2 separate regions of the Rattus norvegicus genome follow, and region 2 is linked to region 1. Evidence: chromatin contacts called from public Hi-C data. All regions are on one chromosome and are shown on one strand. Each heading gives the region's core, a stretch centred on a gene start, on an enhancer-like site or on the middle of the called end of the contact. The rest is flanking DNA. Distances are from core to core; before and after follow the strand shown. Region 1 overlaps Bcas3 (BCAS3, microtubule associated cell migration factor). Region 2 overlaps Bcas3 (BCAS3, microtubule associated cell migration factor).

Region 1 (3,625 bases), core at 906-3,405:
AGGAGCATGTTGAATCTGCCCAGAATATTTAACTGAAATAGTTTTCCTATATTTTTCTTTCTTTTACTTTTTTTTTGAGCCAGACCTTCCCTCTAACCCATACTGGTCTCAAACTTTTGGCAGTCGTCCTGGGTAGTCTCCCAAGAATTAGGGTTATAGGCATGTGTCATTGTGCCCGGCTCTATAATATAATCTTAAAATTTTTATTAGTTTATTTTATTGAAAGTATACAAAATAATGAATGTCATTTCTGGCATCTTCAGACATGTATCCTTGTCCGTCCTTCCTTCCTTCCTTCCTTCCTTCCTTCCTTCCTTCCTTCCTTCCTTCCTTCCTTCCTTCCTTCCCCTGTAGTATGATTCCTAAGGCGGTATTTTAGACAAGCTCACCTGTGTGTTCTAATAGCATTATGCAGATTCCAGTAATTTGATGTAGGCTGGCCGATACTTCGAAATTGAAATTTATCCTAAGTTGGGATCTTTCTTGAATGAGAGCCCCCTTCTTTTGCTAAGAATATATGTATAATTGGTTTTTGCTTATTTGTATATGGATTTGTGGTATATGTTCTTGAATGTGCATGAGTGTATGTTTCCCTGGGAGAGCATGCAGAGGCCTGAGGAGAAAAAAGCCATGGGCTCTTCTTCTCAGTTGTTTCTTTGTATTATTGCCTTGAGACAGGGTCTCTTTTGAACCAGAAGCTGCTGTTTCAGCTCTACTGTCTGATCAGGGAGGTCTCAAAATCTGCCTGTTTCTGCTTGTTAATGTTAGGAGGAATGGGCATGCGGAAGTGAATACTTTGAAACAGTACAATTGAGAAGGTTGGAGTGGCTGTATGAACCAGGCATGCACATGACTACCGCTTACCAACAGTCTGTGGCAGAGAGATGCTGCAGTTGGAGTCTCTGAACCTGAGTTCACACGATATTACCACCCACTGCAAGGGTTCATTTCAGTGCTGTATGTGGGGCTTCGATAAATGTGCAGTGACATGTGTCACTGAGCATTGTTCACTCATGTCCCCACACCTTGAATAGAGGCATCATCAATCTCCTTGTTCCTTGACATTGTATTTGGCATATGTCTTTTGTCATACTTGGAGTGGCCACTTCAGATTGGTTTCTGCGAGCTTCCCTGTGTCTTCTTTCATGGATGATTATAGTTTATACATTTTGCTCTTTGGAGTATCACAGTTAATGTCGTATACCATTGTAAATGTAGTTTATAATGCCATAAGCTATGTAAATGTCACATTTGTAGCTTGACTTTTTTCTTGTGTATGTGTGATCGTGCATGTATGCACACAGACAAGTAAGTGGAGCACACTGGATGAAGTTTTAAGGATTCTTTTCTTTCTCATGTAGTTCCCTCCCCTATGGGTAAGACAGTCACTGTCCTGACCACAGATTAGCTTTGCAGTTTTAAACTTTTTTCTTTAAAGGTATTTATTTTGTGTATGTGAGTACACTGTCACTGTCTTCAGACACCAGAAGAAGGTATGGGATTCCATTACTAATGACTGTGAGCCACCATGTGGTTGCTGGGATTTGAACTCAGGACCTCTGGAAGAGCAGTCAGTGCTCTTAACCACTGAGCCATCTCTCCAGCCCAGCTTTGCAGTTTTAAAACACAATATAAATGTATGCAGCATGGGGGTTGGGGATTTAGCTCAGTGGTAGAGCGCTTAAGGCCCTGGGTTCAGTCCCCAGCTCCGAAAAAAAGAAAAAAGAGAAAAAAAAGGAAAAAAAAAGTATGCAGCATGGAATCTTCCTGTCTTGTCTTTTGTCTTCTGCTCAGTGTATATTTTAGGTTCATCTCATTCAAGCTGTAGTAAAAAGAATGAATTAGAGGCAATCAAGTTTGTGTGCCTGAGTGACTGTGATGTGTTTATGACAGCTGCTTAGACCAACACTCTGTGTAATGGTGTCACATTGACTTCTGAGCACCTTCCTGTCTGCCTCCTGGCACACATGTCAGGCTGTCTGAGTGGTTTCACATTAACATCTACCCCAAGGAAGATCTTTGACTACAGAAGTGTTAGTTGCAAATAGAAGATACCATTAGAGCAGCTTCAAAGGCCTGGTACTTAGATTGGTGTGCGCTGAAGTCATGGCTGGGGCTGTGAGGTCTGTCTGGTGCAGCCGTGCATAGCCACGGGCCACATGCTGCCCTCCTTTCATCCTCCTCTGGAAAAGCAGGCTGGAGGGAAAGGGTCAGAGCTGCCTCAGTGCTTTTTCAGTGTGTGTGAAAATTTGGAAGTATGAAAATATGAGTAACAGCTCCATTCATTATTTATGTTCTGTGGTTTTCATACTCTTCCTGAGACTCACTTCCTTTGCTTCAGTTTTGTGTTTTGTAGTTAGTGTCAAGACCAAAATACAGACTGGCCTGCTGTCTCCTTCATGTGGTCAGCAAATATCTGTTCTTTAAGTTGTAAGTTCTCACAAATACACATTTTAGGTGGTTTTTGTGGTTTGTGTTTTCTTCCTTGTTGGCACACAGAGTCTGCTGTGGAGACACTGACTCTGGCATCAGCCGAATCATTTGTGGTTGGGCAGCAAAAATAAAATAGCAAATGTATTCCCCTCTTGCCCCCAGTCCAGGCAGGCGTTTGCAGGGCTGCCCCTGACCTGCAGGGGTGCATTCCTCCACCTGGCTAAGCTGAAAACCTGGGGCAGAGCCGCAGCGTGGAGCACTGGCCACACCTGGTTACAGCAGAGCCTCCCAAATGAAAGCTGTTAGGTTGGCTTTGAGGTGGCTTCTTACTGTGATGCCAAGGCAGCACAAATTCTCCAACTGTGGTGATCCTCCTGCCGTAGCCTCCCTAGCTGGGTATTACAGTTATGTGTGAACTATAGGAGATGCTGGTGTCTTTTGAGGTTGAAAGTTTTGTGCAGTCTTTCTCCTTTTTCTTTTTAATTTTTGTAGTGAAAGCATAATCCCATGGTTCATGGAAGGATTGGTGCAGATACTGCACCCCCTTGAACACATACACAATTTGTTGATGCCTCTGTCTCCTTTTTAAATATGTGCAGTTTTTTTTGTTTTTTGTTTTTTGTTTTTTTTTTTTTTGGAGATAGAGGTTTCTCTCTGCAGCACTGGCCTTCCTGGAACTTATTGTGTAGGCCAGGCTGGCCTTGAACTCAGAAATACATCTGCATCTGCCCTCTGGTGCTGAGATTAAAAGCATGCACCACCCCTGTCTGGCAAACTGAGGTACATACATATAACCCAGCTGTGTTCTATAGGTCATTTCTGTGCTCTAAAACAGCATAGTTAATGTCAAGCCTATATTAATAGTTGTTAGGTGTAATGTTACAGTAATAACAAAGAAGGTGTTGGTGGTCAGTACAGATGTGCCCACACCTGCTTGGAGATGGTGTTGGAGTGCGGAGGATGCCGTGGGCACACTGGACCGACTGTACAGCAGCAGGGTAGCACGGGTGCTGAAGCAGAGTCTGTGAGCTGCTACTATTTGCTTTGTGATTGCTCGGGTTACTTAATGGCTAATTAAAATCTCCTCGAGTCTGTCGCACTGAATGCCTGGTCAGCCTGCCTCAGATCCCACACAGCTGGCATTATAGGTATGTGCCAGCTCATGCCTGGCCATTTTGGCCTCTTTACAGAG
Region 2 (3,453 bases), core at 149-2,648, 130 kb after region 1:
CGCCTCCTTGGGAGAGTCCGACTGTTCCTCCGAATCACTGTTTACTTGTGGACTGAAGTTTCCATGAGTGTTTTAATTTTTGCCAAGAAAAATCAATCATGTGCACTGAAGTTCTGCTTTAAATTTCATGCCTCATCTGACACAGAGTATATAAATGGTGCAGACGCGTCATGTGGGAGAGCCCTCCTTGGGTCGCTTAGCACCTGGGGTTTGCTCACTCCTGTAGCCTGTTGCCTGAGGTCAGTGCAGCCTTGCTTCTAATCTGTTGTTTTAAAAACCTAATGTTTTCCTGGCTCCTGAGGCATCCTCTGAAATTGTTGGCATAACTCTGTGCTCATTTTGACATTTACTATACACCAACACCATACACATTTTAAATATTTCCACATCATTTTCTGTCATTGTGCAGAGATAGCAGATGAGTTCTTTATGCAAATGTTTGGAGAAGGGTGGCCTCACACAGCAAGATGTCTAATTAAAACCACATAGGAAGCTAAGATGTGGTGACACAAGCCGGTGATTAAGTACTCTGGAGGCTGAGGCAGGAGGATTGTTATGAATTTGGGACCAGCCTATGCTGCTACTATGTGATAAACCATTTTCAAATTATATTTTAATCACTAATTGAAAAACTATCAAAGGAAGAAAGCAGCTGTAGTAGCTCATATTCTTTCTAGCAGTTTACATCTCACAGAAGTATGGAGAGGGGCATATACAGTGCCTAAGGAAACGGCTCAATGTGTAGTTTTTTGCTACATAAATGCAAGGTTGTCCTGCAGGGCCCATCTCTAGTTCCAGCACTCAGGAGGAGTAGTCATGAGGATCTCTGGAGCAAGCTGAGAGACCCTGGGGACGGGAGAGCAGTAGAACAAGAACTGTGGCCTGGGACTTCTAGTCACAGGTGTGCACGGACAGACTGAAGGGCATGCACACACACAAGCAGGCATTCACTCCCACTAGCCAAACGAAGGAGTCCCTAATGCCCTGTGTGTGAGAAGTAAGGTAAGCTGCGAAATCCCTCAGAAGCCTGTTCAAGTACAGTTCTGTACACACTACAATGATTTAAAAATAACATTAAACCCAGTTTAAATACTGTAATATTTATGATGTTTAAACTCCTATAAAATAAATGCCACAAGCAAACATAAAAGAAATGCCAATTTAATGTAATTAGCACTTGATACAAATATAATCCTTTCATTTTGCTTGTTTCTGCTTATGAATACAAATTTGCATTCGCAGATCATGAGCAATAAGTTTTATCATTTAGTGGTGCATGTCACGTGCCTCTAGAGGGCAGTGTGCTCTCAGCTTTTCAGTTACTACAATCAAGGCTTGAGTCTGGGTACCCTGGGAGCAGATGCTGTGGCATCTCTTCATTCTGTTGTGTTTTCTGTGGCTTATTCTCCAAATTCTTCACAAGGAATGCGACTGTGTTTCACTATCAATATACAGCTCTTTTGTGTAGATCTCCAGTCCCTGTGTGATTCCTGCTATGCGAAGAAGCTTCCTAGTCGTCCTATTTCAGAAGTGTTGTCACTGTGGTCCCAGCCCTCCTGCCCTGGAGCATGTGTGCCCTGCTGTTTTGTAAACCAGCAGCAGTTGACTGGATGCCATGATCCAGGCCCTGTTGGAACTGTTAATCCATCTCTCTCTTCTTACCATTAATTAGCCCTGTCCTTCCCTTGCTGCACCGTCTATTCCCGGTGGCCTCTGCTTTCAACACCTCATAATTTTTTTCTCTACTGTTTTCTTTTATGCCCCTTTCTAGAAAGTCTATAAGATGAATTTGGATCTCCTGTCTTGGGTCTGGAGCTCCTGTTCCTTGTCTTTTTTACGTGTGAGGGACTCCCCATTGCCACTTCTTCGTCCTATTGCATTCTTGCCCCTACAGTGTGTTCTTAAAGAGACTTTTCTTTGAACATTTCTCTTATTATCAAGACTTTTCTTATTTTATGTACTTTCTATTGTTTAATATTTTTACAGGTTTTTGTTCTTTGTTTTTTTTTTAACTGTTAATCTCCATTGTTTTATTCTTCCTTCTTTGTTGTTTAATCATTCTTTCTCAGTCCTGACTGACATTGTACTCAGACTGGCACCTGGCCCTCATTGCTGTGATGAAACCAAACACTCCCTTCAGTGTCCTTGAGTCCTCAACTGACCACTACATAAAAAAGTTTAACTCTTTAGTTTTATTACTAATCTGCTTTTATTTCATTATTTAATTTTCTTGACTTCTGAGCCTTCTTTCCAGCCCTTCCCCAACTCAGTTGTTACGAGCACTGTAGGGTCTTCTAGGACATTTGTGTTCAACTCCTATTCCCTAGATGCTGACTCACAACTGTAACTTCATTCCCAAGAATCTGATGCCATTGTAGGTGGTGCACATACACACAGTCACACAAACACCCACATATATGAAGCCAATACAAAAAGATTAATTATTTTAATTCAGCCTGTCTTCCATTTCAGGTACAAAAACAGGATTAAGACTACAAACTCTTAAGCTTGGTTTTGATAATTGCAGGTGGCAAAATATTTCAGTCAAGTGTTTAGAATAAAACAAACTTATTTATTTATTTATTTATTTAGAGAAACTTTTATTTCCTTCTTTGTGAGTAAGTAGGAATTCTGTTCTAGTTCTGTTGTTCTAGACATATTTCTGGGAATCACAGAGGCAGACATTTTAGTTGTTTATGTGAAAAACAAAATGTTCTATCTATAACTCATCACAGAGGAAACCAGGAAGGTTGTTCTCTTTGTACTCATGAGGAGGAATTTTGGAAACAGTGTTTCCTGAAGAAAGTAGAGAAGGCAGTGAGAGTCAGTATACTATTCAGGACACTTGCCTCTTAGTGCTGTTAATTACTAAGACACCCAAGCAACCAAGTTAGAGTTGAGCGTGGTAGGCAGAGTAGTATTGAGGTTTAATTATCTGAACTGGAATTGTAAATCTGTTGTTAGTAATTTTAGTTCTCAAAATGGTTAAAATATTAAAGACAAGAGAAAAAGAAGAACAGGTCATCAGTGTTCCAGGGTTATGTATACACTGAGAGTGGGGAGGTAGGATGGTTCCCTGCACTCCACAGTAGATGGCGTGGGAGCTGGAAGGCGACGGAAAGGAAAGGGATTTCAGGTTCATTGGAAGAGCCGCTCACTTTGGCTCAAGTGTTTGTGCAGGTGAGAAATTTTCAAGCCACAATGAGGCACCAGAGAGAAGTATTTCAGGAGTCCTATGGGCATGTTCCTCCTGGTGACAGCAGAAGAGACCAGCTTTTCATGTTCAGTGTCAAGATCTATCCAGGGTAGCAAACGATTTACAGTTGTTCATGCTGGCGTCGACATGGCATGGGTTGAAACAGGTTCACCTTTTATAAAAATCATAAATGTGGAAAAAAGATCCGGTGTCAGTCTAGATAAATGAATATGGTGTTTCTGCAGTGGTCCAGGACC

The links. A called contact is a pair of places that touch in the nucleus more often than the background predicts.
Region 2: a contact with region 1 is called in a Hi-C map of Schwann cells, with 7 times the contacts expected there. The contact joins two enhancer-like sites. A contact is called at or near these places in 3 of 12 Hi-C or Micro-C datasets (the Rat2 cell line, Schwann cells and mammary epithelial cells).

The regions. Positions count from the first base shown.
Region 1 is chr10:70,743,761-70,747,385 of GRCr8, forward strand. The region is part of intron 6 of Bcas3 (BCAS3, microtubule associated cell migration factor); the gene reads left to right. All of the region lies in intron 1 of LOC134480843 (large ribosomal subunit protein eL21-like), which reads right to left. Among named protein-coding and RNA genes, the nearest start is that of Bcas3, 34 kb to the left of the region's middle. Within about 2 kb of position 2,156, at least 8 of the 93 cell types and tissues checked have an H3K27ac peak or open chromatin away from gene starts, as enhancers often do. A contact at or near this core is called in Schwann cells, where this site is marked.
Region 2 is chr10:70,874,668-70,878,120 of GRCr8, forward strand. The region is part of intron 16 of Bcas3 (BCAS3, microtubule associated cell migration factor); the gene reads left to right. The region is part of intron 1 of LOC134480843 (large ribosomal subunit protein eL21-like); the gene reads right to left. Among named protein-coding and RNA genes, the nearest start is that of Bcas3, 160 kb to the left of the region's middle. Within about 2 kb of position 1,399, at least 1 of the 93 cell types and tissues checked has an H3K27ac peak or open chromatin away from gene starts, as enhancers often do. A contact at or near this core is called in Schwann cells, where this site is marked.